Regions from separate parts of the Gossypium hirsutum genome. Here region 2 is linked to region 1. The links are chromatin contacts, called in public Hi-C maps. All regions are on one chromosome and are shown on one strand. Each heading gives the region's core, a stretch centred on a gene start, on an enhancer-like site or on the middle of the called end of the contact. The rest is flanking DNA. Distances are from core to core; before and after follow the strand shown.

The links. Hi-C and Micro-C count contacts between places; a contact is called where the count stands out from the background.
Region 2: a contact with region 1 is called in a Hi-C map of leaf, with 2.7 times the contacts expected there. The contact joins the promoter of LOC107910298 here to the promoter of LOC107910682 in region 1. A contact is called at or near these places in 4 of 34 Hi-C or Micro-C datasets (all in leaf).

What each region holds. Positions count from the first base shown.
Region 1 is chrD02:24,373,059-24,380,825 of Gossypium_hirsutum_v2.1, forward strand. It overlaps LOC107910682 (bromodomain-containing protein DDB_G0270170), which reads right to left and starts at 4,014. Exons shown (of 9, transcript XM_016838639.2): 1 at 3,416-4,014; 2 at 2,730-2,766; 3 at 2,576-2,654; 4 at 2,452-2,497; 5 at 2,262-2,360; 6 at 1,503-1,571; 7 at 1,069-1,417; 8 at 787-935; 9 at 1-366. The coding sequence starts at 3,838.
Region 2 is chrD02:24,526,958-24,534,244 of Gossypium_hirsutum_v2.1, forward strand. LOC107910298 reads right to left here and starts at 1,717. Exons shown (of 5, transcript XM_016838105.2): 1 at 1,416-1,717; 2 at 437-560; 3 at 1-49. The coding sequence starts at 1,479.

The DNA of each region.
Region 1 (7,767 bases), core at 2,764-5,263:
AAACTGAAGGGAAGGTGCACAAGTCAAATCCTTTTGAGAGCTTAGTCCTCCAATGGTTTTGATGTCTTCGTTACATAGCAAAGGAGATCTACTTGCAGCAATAGAGCTTGAACCAGAAGTAGCTGGAGCTAAATGTATGCTAGAATGGTTACCAGATGTAGAGTTTGAAGATCTCTGCTTTCCAGAAAACAAACATTGTGGCTGCTCAGTCGACCTGTATTCTTCTACCCACCCAGGACCAAACTTCACCTTGCTAGGCAAAACACTATCAATTTTCCTTGAAGCAATTTTCCAAACAACAGGTCCAAGATCTGCGGCAAATCGTGCCAAGCTAGTAACATAGCCATTTTCTGCAATCAAACCAACCTGATACACATTGCAAAAGGGGAAAAGAAAAATGTTACCACGTACCAATGGATACAATGTTACACCTCACATAAAACAGATGAGGGAGATAGAAGAACATTAGCCACTGAGATTGTCACGATTGTAGAAGGGATAGAGCATTTTATGTTGCAAATGATCCCGATTGCTTTCTTCTTTTATTCAAATCAATAATGGTATTCCAGAATATTTGAAAACCCTTTGGCTAGATACATAAACATACAACACAAATCAAGCTATTCTTAACCCAGAATCTTGTGTACAATTTATTATGCACAAAAAAAGAGGAAATTTTAGGATTCATTTTATCTGTGCTTGATGAATATAAGGTCAGCTAGACATTCTATCTGAACAATTCATTAAATTAATCTTTTAACTAATGCATTAAAACATGAAACACACCGGAATTAGCTGCTTCAATTCTCCATTCAAGGTGGAAAAGATAGGCTGCTCATGTCCAGAATTCAATGAATAGTTGTAGGTGTCGCGCCTGTTCTCATCTACTGCAAAATGTTTCATTCCATACTTCATCACAGCCTTCACAACAGAAGCTGCAAGGTGAGAAAATAAATCAATATGCATAAGAACCGTGCAATATAAGGTTTCACCTTAAAAATGTTAAAGAATCAAGGATATATATACATATATAAGTATTAAAGTCAGACTACCAAATAGATACCAAACCTGGAAATTCATTCTCCCATTCAGACGAGCAATTGGCATAATTTTCCTTGCTATGAGAACCCCAGGAGGGCCTAGTTAATGTATCAGCAGGCTGGTGCTTTTGTAAACCAGGTCCTTTCCTCAAATTGTAAGTACTGGGAAGGCCGGAAGCATCTGTTCCAGAAGCTAGAGCTGCATCTGAGGAAAACTCGGAACCAACACGGTCCGAAGACAATGACTCCAATGACTTTTTGAGGCTCTTTCCAGGTGGCCTTCCTCGCCTCACAACTTTCAGCTGTGGTTCACCTTCATCACTATCTTGCCTCAAATTCTCAAAGTCCTTTTTAGCCAGCTCTTGCATTGATCGTGCCTAACCAACCAGTCAATATGCTTAAAATGATAGAAACTGGGGTACCAAAACAAAAGAATTAATAAAAAGAGAGGGCTGACCAAACCTGTCGAAAATAAACTGTGTCTGGTGCATTATACAGCATGGCATTCGAGCATATCAGAAAAACATCTTTCTGCATGAATCAAACTTAAAAGTTTCAATTCCAGTCCTTGCAACATCAAGTATCCTGAGTGTAAAGCATATGCTGGAAAACAAATCCCCTAAAAGAAGTTCTATTATTATGACGTCTGCAAAATTGAATCAAAAGACTATCTTCACTGGACAAGCCCAGTGCCATTATACAAACTAAAATCATTTCATTACGATTTTATCATCTTAGTAAACCTCAAAAAGCAACTCACAGCATATAAAGTTGTCGTCTAGGAAAAGAGTATGCTGTTATGATACCAAACTAAACAAGAAGTTCGGCAATCAATATTCCAGAAATTATGGGCAGACCATAGGCAATGCCAATGAACTTCTATATTATATAAAATTTAAAAGAATAAATAAGTATAAGCAAGTACACCAAGGATCCATCTTCTCAAACCAAATCAAAGAAGTCTTTCAGAGGGTAAATGGACTAGAACTAAAAAATCACAGTCAACAACATTACAGTAACCCCAGAAGACATAGAATGCCTCCTTATTCTACAATGACTTGCCAGAATCACGGCAAAACTTAACTGTTATTATATACACAAAAATCCAGAAAATATCAATACATACTTAATCAGCATCAACCAGCCAGTCCTGTACACCTTGTACCAGGGTAGACAGATAACATTATCCATATTAGCAAAGTGAAGTCTAGCAAAACAAACCTCAAATTGTTCCAAGGTTGTATAAGCTCCCCCATCAAGTTTTTTCCTGACAGTCGAAAAGTCCATTGGGTTTGCGACAATGTCACAGTAATCAGGAAGCTGTATTGAGATCAATCCAACATGATCACATGAAATGGATTTCACTTTTCAGTAATCGACATTTTATTCAAGAATGAAAAAGAGAATGAACCTCTTTGAGATCAACTGGCTCAGAGAAAACCCCGTAAGTGTCCTTCCTGCAAGTAGTAGATAAATCTCATAAAAAGATAGGATAAAAGAAAAAGGATAATTGAAGAACCGAAAATAACAGATACTTTTGAAGCCTGTCAAGAATGAACAGCAACAACTTTTTGTCTGGCAAAGGTGTCGTGGGGCCAAACTCCACCGGTGACCCTGTCCACATATAAAGAACATAAATTTAAGAATTCCCATAAATGCCTTTTCATGAAAGTCGGGATTGATTTTTACCATGAAGTGTGTGCGTAGTTTTGGATACTTTTTCTCCCTGCAAACAAGACAACATATTTAACAACCCAAATAGAAACTACAGATGGAGATGGTTTGCCTTGTTCATTGAAGAATTGGTGATGAAAAGTAGCATTAAAATGAGCAGAAATAAAAAGTAGAATTATTATTTTGTTTTTGATAAGCGAATTATTCTTAATATTAAAGAAAAGACAAATTGAAGCTTTTGGGTCTTCAGACATGATGGTCTGTGCATATCTTATTCTGCACATAAATAAAGGCCAGATAAATACAAGATAATAAAGAATAAAATTTGTAGAATTAGGAAATAAAGAAGATTTTCAAGACAAAATCAAGTTTTCCGAAAATAAAAAAATAAAAAAAAAGTAAGATAAATATCAAATAACCAAAAAAGAAAAAAGAAAAGCACAGTTCACGACTTAGTCAAACCTGTCCAATGTCCATAATCTCCGATCCAATCACAAGAATGCAATTCACGCGCGAAATCCAAAAGTTCAATTTCAAAAAGGAAATAAATAAAAATATCCAAACAAAGTATAGGAAAATCTCTCTTTTTCTTTTCTTTTTTCGTTCTTCTTTTGTCTGTTTTTGTTTCAAAAGACATCACTTCCAAAAACCCACAAAAAGCTATTTTGATTTTTTATATATATTCATGGATAACTAATCACCATTTGATCAGATCTAGGACTGAGGGTGGTAACCTTTCGTCGCTTGAGGGATGCCTCGGGATCGCCACCATCCGCGTTCGAATCGGAACCGCAGGAGGCCGAATTGTGCGCCGAAGGAATCGGATAATGGTGATGATTACGAGAAGAATTGAGGCCGAGCAATAGCTTATGCTTCTTCTGTTGGCGCTCGTCGTCGTCGTCATCATCATCATCATCACCACCTCCTCCGGCAATCCAATCGGGAATTGGGGAGCCTCCGTGGAGATTGGGGTTCCGGCGAGCGGATCGACGGCTGGAATTGGTAGAAGAAATAGTGTTTAGGACATTTAGGGGGTTTTGTTGAAGCGCTTGCTGCTGTTGATGTTGTTTGAGAGAGCGTTTCTGGAGTTCTAAGAGGGAGGGTCTTCCCTTCTTCCTCTTCATTGTCTCTGCTGCTATCTCTCCTCCAATCTCATTACTGTATTCTTTTTTTTCTTGCCCTTTATTATTTTTGTTATTTTTTAATGGAAATATTGGTGTTTTTTTTTTCTTTGATGGAGCAAGGGAGTGGAATCACTGGGATAGGATGCCGGCGTGGAGGGAAAGTCACGTGAAATGGATGGGATGTGCCCCACTCTCACGTGACACGAATTTCATTATTTACATTAAATTTGTAATATTTTTTTATAATATAAATCTTTGTTTAAAAATTTTAATGAAATTCTTTAAAAAATAATTATTTTAAAAATTTTAATGAAATTATTTAAAAAACAATTAATGAATTGAAAAGGTAATGTAATTATAAAACTTTTTTTAAAATATTTAACTAATTTAAAATCAATTATATTAATGTTATATAATTTTAAAAATATTTATTAGTAAAATAATACAAAAAATCATCATGATTTGAATAATAAAATATTATAATTTAGATAATATTATTATTAATTTCTTATATATTAATTCTTTTATGTATTATTAACATTTGATTTTTTATAATTTTATATTTATATTTATTCTACTTTAGTCGATGAATGTAATTAATTTTTACTATAATTGAAAAATATAAATTTAATTTGATAAACATTATTAATATGTTTTTTTTTTAATTATATTTTCAGTTTAACAATTTAGGGCACGTTTAGTTCACTAGAATAGAATAGAGCTATAATGTAATAAAGTTACAATGGAATAGAGCTGTAATCAGTAATTCAATTATTTGGTTGAATTTAATGAAATATAACTGTAATTGTATTATTGTGTTTGGTTGAATGAAATAGATATGTAATAGCATAAAGAAAAAAAACTAAAATGACCATAATACCTTTACCAGAATTTTGTTTAGATGTGGTTATTAAATTTTAATAAGATTATTATCAAATATAATTTAATAAAAATAAAAATAAAAATAAATAATTTAATCCTATTTTAATATAATTATTATTAAATATAATTTAATAACATTCTTAATATAATTATTTTTATATTAATTTATATTAAAATGTTTTTTATTTTTATATTTAATTATATTAAAATATTAAAAAATTTTATTTACTATATTTTAAAATAGTACACTATTATTTGAATGCATTACTTCTCAAGTTATCTCAATTTTATGATTTCAACTAAAGTTTCATTTGTTATTTATATAATTTTTATATAAAACTTTTTACCTATGTTATAATCTAAAATTAATTAATTGTATTAAACACAAAATTTTTATTAAAAAAAGATAAAGTCACAAAGCATCCAAAAGAAAAAGAGCATCTATTTATTTTTCTTTTTTCAACTAAAAGAAACAAAAAATGTTTGTTTATCTACCTTATAAAATTGGAAAAGGTGAAGTTAATGAGAAACAAATAAAAATGTTTGTTTATCTACATTATAAAAACAAAAAAAACAAAAATGTTTGTTTATCTACATTATAAAATTGGAAAAGGTGATGCTAATGAGAAAGTTTTGCATTAATGGTTGCTTTAAAGGAAATGATTAAACAAATTATATCAAATGATATAACCCCAAAAGGCACAAGATTTGGCTACTCTTCATTTCTTCTAACAAATGAAAAATTTCCCAAAATAATGGATCATAAACAAATAAACAAAAGGTCCATTAGAACATAAAAACCCTATTCTCAATCTCATAGCTCTCACTTCCTGAAGATCAAACCCTATCTTTATCTCTGTTACTCCAATTCATTCATTACTTCAACCTTAAACACTCTAATGCACATGCCACTGTGAAAACTGTTAAAGAATAAAAAAAAGAACAATTGCTCATTAGAAGCTTTAGTGATGAATTTAAACCTTTGGAAACAGTTTTGGATCCCAATTGTAGAGCATTAGATGCCTTTGATCCACTGTTGAATGGAACTCTATTAAATGGAACAAGCTTTCTTCATATCTAAATTCTTAGGGCTCCAAATATTCAACTACTTTTTCTGTACAGTTTTTCCAACACATTTAGACCTTCCCAAGTCTTACCAAACTATACATACATACATACATACATACATACATACATACATACATACATACATATGTTACCTGACCTGTCCCCCATGACCTGATAAATTAATGATATCAGTGAAAACAACAATCTTCAAGGCAACAAGATAATACCAACTGGATGCAATAATTTAAATATGATACATACAACATGAGGCAAGCAGTAGGCCATGGCTGTAATCAATCCATCAGATGAAACAAATGAATAAGAATTCCATTTTGGTCTAGAAGACAAGCAAAGAATCCTTATTAGTGCAAGCAAAAAGGGAAAGGAAACATGATTATATGTTATGAAAAATGAATAATATAGAAAGAGAATACAAGTAATTTGTGATCAGAAATAAACCAAAATGCCTATGGACTAAAAATTAGATTTTTCTGTACAAAAATATAAGGAAAACTTACACACACAAAAATGCAGAAAATGGAAGTTCCCCCTCCCTTTTTTGTCCATAAGTACTTCATGACAAACTTGATAAGAACGTAATCATTTTTCATTAAACACGATATTGGATATCTGCTTCTATGTTATGGACATTACCAAAAATATAACACATAACAAGTTACAAAATTGTTTGTCAACATGTTTAGGTTCTAAGATAACATCTTTAAGAACCTAATTTGGCATTGCAACAATGGCAATAGGATGCATGTGTTAGGTGCATATTAATAGTGTTAAATCTACAGCCACATACAAATTTGTCAAGCTCTAAAACTATTGTTGATTCAAGGTCCCATTACCAAAATATCATCGCTTCACAACTAAAGAAAGTTGTGGCTCAATGAAAAGTCAATGTCCACAATAGCTAACACATTAAAAGTGAATTATATGTGTTCAAGACTACTATAGGGACTCAAATTCATGGAGTACAGATGTAAAGGCAAACACATAACAAATGGCCCACATGTAAACTAAAATAAAAAAGATTACACATTTTCTAGTAGCATGTAGGTTCAACCTGATTCTATAACATTATATTAAGCATTTACGACAAATTATACCTGAAGTCTCAAATCCTCCAACCATGAACCTCAAAGACTTCGAGTGCACTATTAATTAAAGCAAATGCAAAACTCTCAAAAGTCTCATCTTGCAAACTGTTAGAGTTCCCTGCTTCTGCATTTAGAAGTTACTGTTATTATAAGATAACCATTTGGGCAAGACAGAGGTCTTTGTAATAAGTGATGGCAAGTATAATATCCCACTCGAATCCGATGAAGATGCAATTGTGGATGAGGTTGCCACTTCTAGTGCCACGGCTTTATGGAAGGAACGGAGGGAGAAAATGTTTTACCTGACGCTGCGATGAAGGTGATTGTCCGTCTGCTTTTTTCAGGTGAGAAAGTGGGAGAGGGCAAAGTGGGGAGTGTTTTTGTGGTGATGGTCTCCTTAAACACCGAATCAATAATCGATGGTGAAGAAACAAAATAGAAATCAGACACTTTTATTGCATAGGCCCGTAACGGAATAAGCCTATAATAGGGCATTCCATTAAACCAAAAAGGTGTTTAGGGTGGGCCCACGGAATAGGGTTGTAATAGCTATGCCATTACATTGAACCAAACATGGCCTTAATATTCATTAATTTAATTTGATAACGTTAAAAATTAATTAAATTAAGTGAAATTTTAAAATAAAGAGATAATTTATTTAAAATCAACTATATATTTAAAATATAAAAATTATAAAAAAATTAAACAAAAACCATAAAATAACATAAAAAAAATTTATCTAAATTGTAAATAACTACCATATATCCAATCAATAAGGGGCAATTTACCATTAAAAGCCACTTTTTTTTAAATTTACCGAAATGGGCCCGGTATTTTATTATTTACCGGAATGGGCCCTTTTCCCCTAAATCG
Region 2 (7,287 bases), core at 467-2,966, 150 kb after region 1:
AATAAAACCTCCAACAAAGATGCTTGCACTGCTTGGTCTTTCACCATCACTAAGGACACAAGAAGAGAAAGACTCCCACTGAGTATTTCTATAATATTAATGCCCACAACAGAACATCTAAAAACAACATAATACAAACTTAAGGTATGTTACTCAAGACTTAGATATGAATGTCGGTTACATGTATATGTTCGACATGGGTATATTCAAAATTTTCTAAGTTTTTTCCATACATTTGGATGGTCTTTGGAGTGTCATCTCTCCATATCCAATCCAAATGTGTCTGAAACATACACTTGAAGAAAAATAAAAAGTTGGATCAACATAGAACCTAAGTATTTAGTTGATAATGCTTTCATTAGTAGGTGCCAGTTACAGGACTACTTGTACGTACTATTATGCATTCTTGTGCTCCGAACGTGATCAGTGATGATACCTGTAGGAAGCTTGAACTGTTACTACTGGCCTTCTAGAGGAAGAAAGATGCAGTTTTCCTAAGCCATTACAATTGAATGACAAGTTTGTGGGACTAGCACCCCCTGCTGTCTTTAAATGTGAGCCTAAACACACACACACAAAAAAAGTAAGGAACAAAACAATGATACAGCTTTGGTGTAGACATACAATAGAAAATAGAATTAATATTAGTTTAGTTTTGCGTTTGTATAAAGAGCAAAGACAACCAATTTTCTGATTTCAAAGAACGGACATGAACATGATGACGATAATGATGGTATGATCTAAAAATCTGAATCAACACTAAAACCCTGATTCTTGTTGTAAAAGATCTGAACGGCTGAACTAAAATAAACAAACAATCATGAGCATCATGTCAAACAATCAATTCCAACCAAGCTATTACCTTTAGCGAATCCAATCGTTATCTTTTCATCTTTAGCTTACAGCATTTGCAGTCGGTTATTTCCCCAGGGTTTAAGGGTACACCAAGTCAAATATTTTATAAGTATGCTAACAAATTTAAAGAACGAATAAGGCCTATTGTAATTATTCTACTACCCTCCCACAGCTTCAATATTGAAAATTTAATCAAAGTCCACAGATACAACGAAGATGGATCATATTCCTTCAATTTTTTTTTCTGCATCACTATCTTATTTCACTGAATAAAAAAAAAACAAGTACAGTTTAGGGCAATCAAAATTAAGCAGGGTCTTGAACCCAAAAAAATCATGGAAATGACTAGTGTAGAACTAAATGCAGCTAAAAGTTTTCAGCTACTGCAATAAATCCGACGGCCTAAGCAAGAAAGAAGAGGAGAGTATTAATTTATTATGCATTAGAACTTAGAATTTGAATCATATTCCATTTAAAATAAAGTTGATTAGAACGAATGAACAGAAAAAACAAGATTAGAAGAAAAAAAGAACAGAGATGAAGAAAAGGAATTATATTACCAGAAGAAGATAATTGGAATGGAAGACTTGTGGGTAAAACCAAAGAATTAGAGAGGATAGTCATAATGTAAGAGAGAGAGAGAGAGAGAGAAAGAAATGCAAAGGAAAGGAAGCAGGTGAGAATTGAAAGCAGGGAAGTTGATTTTGACTTTGAGAAGCCCTGTGGTGGAAGTTGTTGGGCCAGGCCTAACTTCTTCTATGGCGCCCGTTGTTTACTTATATTTCTGAAATATAGATATTTATCAGTTCTGGGACATCATGAGGGTTTCTGTGCTGGTTCAGAATTTGTAGTCCAATACTCCAATTCTGTCATGCAGTGCTACAAGTTATTTTAATATTAATTTATTTAATATATTTAATCGAAAGAATTATAAATTTAATTTAAAATATTTTAAAAAATTATAAATATTATTATAATAATATTTTATTTTTTATTTTTATATAAATTAAAAATATTTTAAAACACTAAAAAATAATCGAGGTCCAAGAATCAAACTGGAATTGACGAAAATTTGTACATTTATTATTAAGATTTTTATAAATATATTTTTACATAAAAGATTTTACTTTTACACACGTGAGTGTGATATAATCCAACGTTCTAAAATTAAATTAATTCAACCAAAATATTATACAACTCCCATTGTATGCTTGGAAATTGGTTTTAACCGAGCAAAGTGAATGGCTTTGGGCAGAGAATCCACTTAAAATTGTTAAATCAACCTAAACAATCGATAGTGTGCCAACTTGACATATTTATGTGCTTTATTCAATTTGGCGTTGTGCCTTTCTACCGTTTTCTTTTCTTTTTCTATTTTATTTTTTTAGCTTTATTCAATTATATTTCCTTTGTTATTTTCTTTTATTATGAGCAACTAAATCAATTTCTAACCAAAGGTAAACCAAAATTCGATATTTGAATTGTGAGATCCGAAATCGTATTTAACCCTTCTCGTTAAGGTATTTGCTTTTTCTCCAGGTCAAGAGATAGATAGGATCGTCTCATAGTATTGTTTTTAGCTCCATGTCAAGAAGGATCCTTTATACAGTGCTGGGAACAATACACAATTGGTACAACTAATTTGGTGCTGAATTACTTTACCGATGAACAAATTGGTGTGGTTCAATTGGTAGTGCAGTTGGGTGACGTCGTGGGATTAAGTGATCTAATCTAAATGATCCACGCAGTTGAGATTGTTAACAAGAGTATGATTCTTCTAGTTTGCAAGGCTGCTGACGGATTAAGTCGTGGAAGCGTCTTTTGGGGTTATTCATTCGATAAGGGTTAATCGTTGGGTGGTTCCCACGATTATTTACGATTAAGGAAGAATTGGTTGTTGAAGCGTCCTTAATCACTATATATGTAACTGCCCGCCCAATGAAGTTCTAGTATTCGGTTACTGTTTATCGAGATATGGTCTTTAAAGTAAATTTTGAATAAGGTATTAGTTTTGACTAAGTATAAGACTCTATGAATACGCTAACTGGGGAATCTTGTGTTTGGCGAGCTCAGTAGTTTGGTCTGTAGAGTATACACCACCCTAGTTGTTTAGGCGTTTAAGTTAAGTTCGTAATTTGATAGAATTAGTTATTATTTTTGGGTGGGACGATTTAGTTAGTCTAAGGAGAACTGGTTAGAATGGAACTAAATTACTATAGTTGATAAGACTAAAATTATGGTAAGAGTACTTAGTCACGGTTATCGAGGGAGGGTTAGTGGGATAATTTGACTTTTTCTCTAAACCTTACTTTCGTGTTTAGTTGTATAAAGTTAGTAGTGACTTCTTGGGCAAGTTTTATGTCTTCTTCGCATTCATTTTCCTTTTAGATTTTTCTCTACTCTCACTTCTTCTGAAACTTAAGACCAGAAACCTGCTTAAAGTTGGGTTTGCTGTATTTAGCTAACTCATTCGTTTATTTTAGCACTCTGGAAACTATCGGTGAACTCTAGGTTATTTATTGGTTATTTACGTGATCTTAGCAATGCATGCTTTAGTGTTAAATTTGTATGTAAGGAAGGAAAATTCCTGAATCTGGGTTTTATGATGGTTTTTCTTGCAAGCATATTTAATTTATGGTATAGTGATCTGATAAGTTTAACTATCTATATTGTAGCTCAAGACACTCTTGAAGGTTCTCGTGATAAGGGCAAAGGTCCTGCTGTTTAGACTTATTGCACTTTCTGGTAAGTTCCATCTTACTTCTATGTGTGTATTGTCTTTGTTAATATTTTGCTTAAGGTAAGTATTCATACCCTGAAAGATGAAATGTCTGTATATGAATGATGGTTTTTCGGAGTTGTTAGTCTGATTTTGGCGTATCTGTGTTAAAGAGTATGAACTATTCTTCATCTTTAAACCACTACCTTTTACTCTAGCAAGAACGATATAAACTGAATCATGGAAATGATGGTTAAGGAAAATATATTCATGGCATTGCCTTCAATGGATTGTACATTGAACTAGCAGATCATGATACATGAAAAATGTTGTGTAGCCTCTAGCAGGGCAATTATACGTTGCAAACCAAATTGTCAAATCACAACAAAAGACATAAATGATATGGCTTTGACTAAAGGATCCGAGTACATGGTTAACATGAAAAAAGTTTGTCTAAATGGTGTCATGGGTGTACCATATACGCCAAAGGAAAGGTATGCGTATAGGTTGTCTGTGTACGGTACTCGCCATCTAACGTATAGTGTGATTGTTTGACTCTTTGAAATGGTGCATTTGGGTGTATTAGTAAATATTTGACATGTTTTCTCTAGGAACTCACTAAGTTCTTTGAACTTACTTAATTACCTCTCCTTCTCAGGCTTGCTGTAGAAGTAAAAGAAGTATTGTTGGACTACGACAGAGGACAATTTTTTTTGTGAGATTTCTAGTGTTTTGTATTATGCATGACATGGCAGGGTGATGTCGAGATGTTTAATTTTGAAGAATGAATCTTGTATTTAAACTTATGTTCATGAAAGTGTGATTCTAATGAATTTACAATGAAGTATTTATAGTGATACAATGTGCTATTTTAATTAGTCTTGTACGTCAAATGGTTTATATTTCATATCACCTTACACTATAGTTTAAGTTAGTTGCACTAAAAATAGTTTTTAAGATAATGGTTTAAAGTAGTGACACAATATTATTGGATCCTCCTTAAGGACTGGGTTTGGAGTGTTTCAAGTTTTGGAATCAGAGCTAAGGTTTAGCCAATTCTTGAAAAGACTGAAGGCAATGTCACACTCCTATCATCCATAGTACACCTCTAGCTTAGTCCTTAATGCTTTGTACTAAGATAAATCTTCTTTTGTAGTGAGATAAGAAAATGTCTAATAGCTTTAAAGAAGTCGCCGTGAGGAAATGGAAAGTCATGTGCCTACCCAAGAACAAGCTACTACTGCCAACAACATGGGTAATACAAAGAACGCATTTAGAAATGTGTTTTTCACGATGATGAATCAATTGTTTGATCAATTATTGGAAACAACCAAGAACCTCAACCACAACAATCTTATCAGCCACAACATGAAGTGGTTCATTCAACTCAACTTGCTCCACCTTTACCTACTACAACTCAACTTAAGATTGATCCTATTAGAGAGATTCAGAAAATAGGTGCCAAGGAGTTCCTTGGTGATAAGGGAAATGTAACAACCCATTTTTAGTGAAATCAGAATAGTGGTTTTGGGACAACAAATCTGAAGTCAAAAAATTTATTGTATTACTTTTTTATGGTCTACAACATGATAGTATTATTGTATAAAAATTTTGTTAAAAAATTTTACCTGCTCAATTTGATAAAAAGAACTAAATTGCGTAAAGTGCAAAAGTTGAGTTCTAATAGCTAGAGGTATTAAATAGCTATGGAACTTTAAAATGGATGTCCTTATATGGTAATTAGACCATTAGTATGTTAGTGGATGATAATGGCTTGGCAATTTTGAAATTTGGCTTAGTTATTAAGGTTAATTTTAGAAATTAGAAAATAAAGATTAAATAAATAAAACAATTAAAGCCTTCATCTTTTAATTTCTTCTTCAACCGAATATCAAGAAAAAAAAGCCCTTTTTTCACTTCAAATTCGACCAAGCTTGTAAGCTTAATTAGGTATGCATTTTTGTCCCGTTTTTGATAATTTCTATGTTTTCGGGATCGTTGTAGCTTAATTTAGCTAGCCCGGGGACTAATTTGAAAAATTGTTAAACTATTAGGGTTTTTCCATTGATGATTATGCTTGAGTTTTGATGTTTAATAATATAAAAATGAATGGTTTTTGTTAGATAAACAACTTTTGTAAAGGAATTTTTGATGAAATTATCAATTAGGGGTTAAATTGAAAAATGGAAAATATTGTGAATTTCTGAAATATATGGGCTACTATTAGTATAAATAGAAACTGGCTAGGCTTGGGTAAGGGAAAAATTGCATGAATTTCATTTTCTAAGCCTAGAGACTAAAAAATAAATTGTAAAGAAATTAAAAGTATAGGGGCAAAATGGTAATTTTTTCAAAAATATGTTTTGGATTAAATTGAATGAATTATATGTTGAAATGAGTTAAATTTATCTGTAGAGATGTAGTTAGACCTTGTACGGAGTTAGATCGAGGCAAAGAGAAAGTCTCGGAATAATCGCCTCCGTATCTATGTATATTCGTCGAGGTAAGTTCGTGTAATTAAATTGTGTATTTATATGCTTTAATTGAAGTATATGTATGTGAATTGTATAATTTCCATGTATGAATACCAATCGCATATCCAACGACATACGACGATTACTAAGTCCCGTTTGAACCTTAGGAATTCGTCGGATGTAAATGACATGCCATTAGGGTTACCGATTTCAGCTCGAGAGAGCTTACCGTTATTCAGCTCGCATGAGCTTACTGTTACTCAGCTCGTATGATCTTACTGATTACAGCTCGTACGAGCATACAGATTCTTAGCTCGTATGAGCATACATGTACAGGAATTGACGGATTACAGTTTAGCAAACCATGTATGAGCTACCCGAGTATCCAACGATATTCTAAATGATTCAACGGGTACAATTTTGTTATGAGATTATATGAGTTCGATACGAACTATTACAGGTATATACAGGAAATATATGGAAATGTTATTACATGATATATTGTTGAATGTAATAGGTGATACATGAATATGGAAATTTGATTTTTTATTAAGCTCATCCATGAATTGGTATATATATGTGATTTTACATGGCTAACATGTTGGTGAATATGTGTTTAGGCACTTGGCCAAGTTGTGTTGGGATATTTATTGTTTACTTACCTTATATGTGAATAAATGGTAAGTTAAATTCTATATTATACGGGCTTACTAAGCTTAAATGATTACTTTGTGTTATTTTTCGTGTTTTATAGTGAATCGAAAGCTCGTTCAGGTTGGCAGAGCTATATCACACTATCCATTGGCTCCTTTGGTACATTTGGTTGTTTAATTTTGGTTTTAATGGCATGCATAGGTTTTTTTGACTAATGTTGGCCTATATGTTTTGTTGTGATTATAACTATTTGAGTTGGCCTGTGTTTTGGTATATTTTGATATGTGCATAATATACCTTATAAGGTTTATGTGTAAATTTCCTTGTGGTTGAATGATGAAAGGTAAAATAGTAGTTGATTATGCATATGAGGCATGTATTATAACTTGGTGTGATTTGGTGCTATGCTATGGTAAGCATATATATATTTAGTGCTATTGATTATATGTACAATTGGTACCAAATTGTAAGTTTTGGTAAATGAATTAAATGTTGTGTATTGATGCAATTATACACATAAGTTGGTTGATGACTTGGTTATATGGACCACATGGTTGAACATAATTATACTTGTCATTTGAGGTG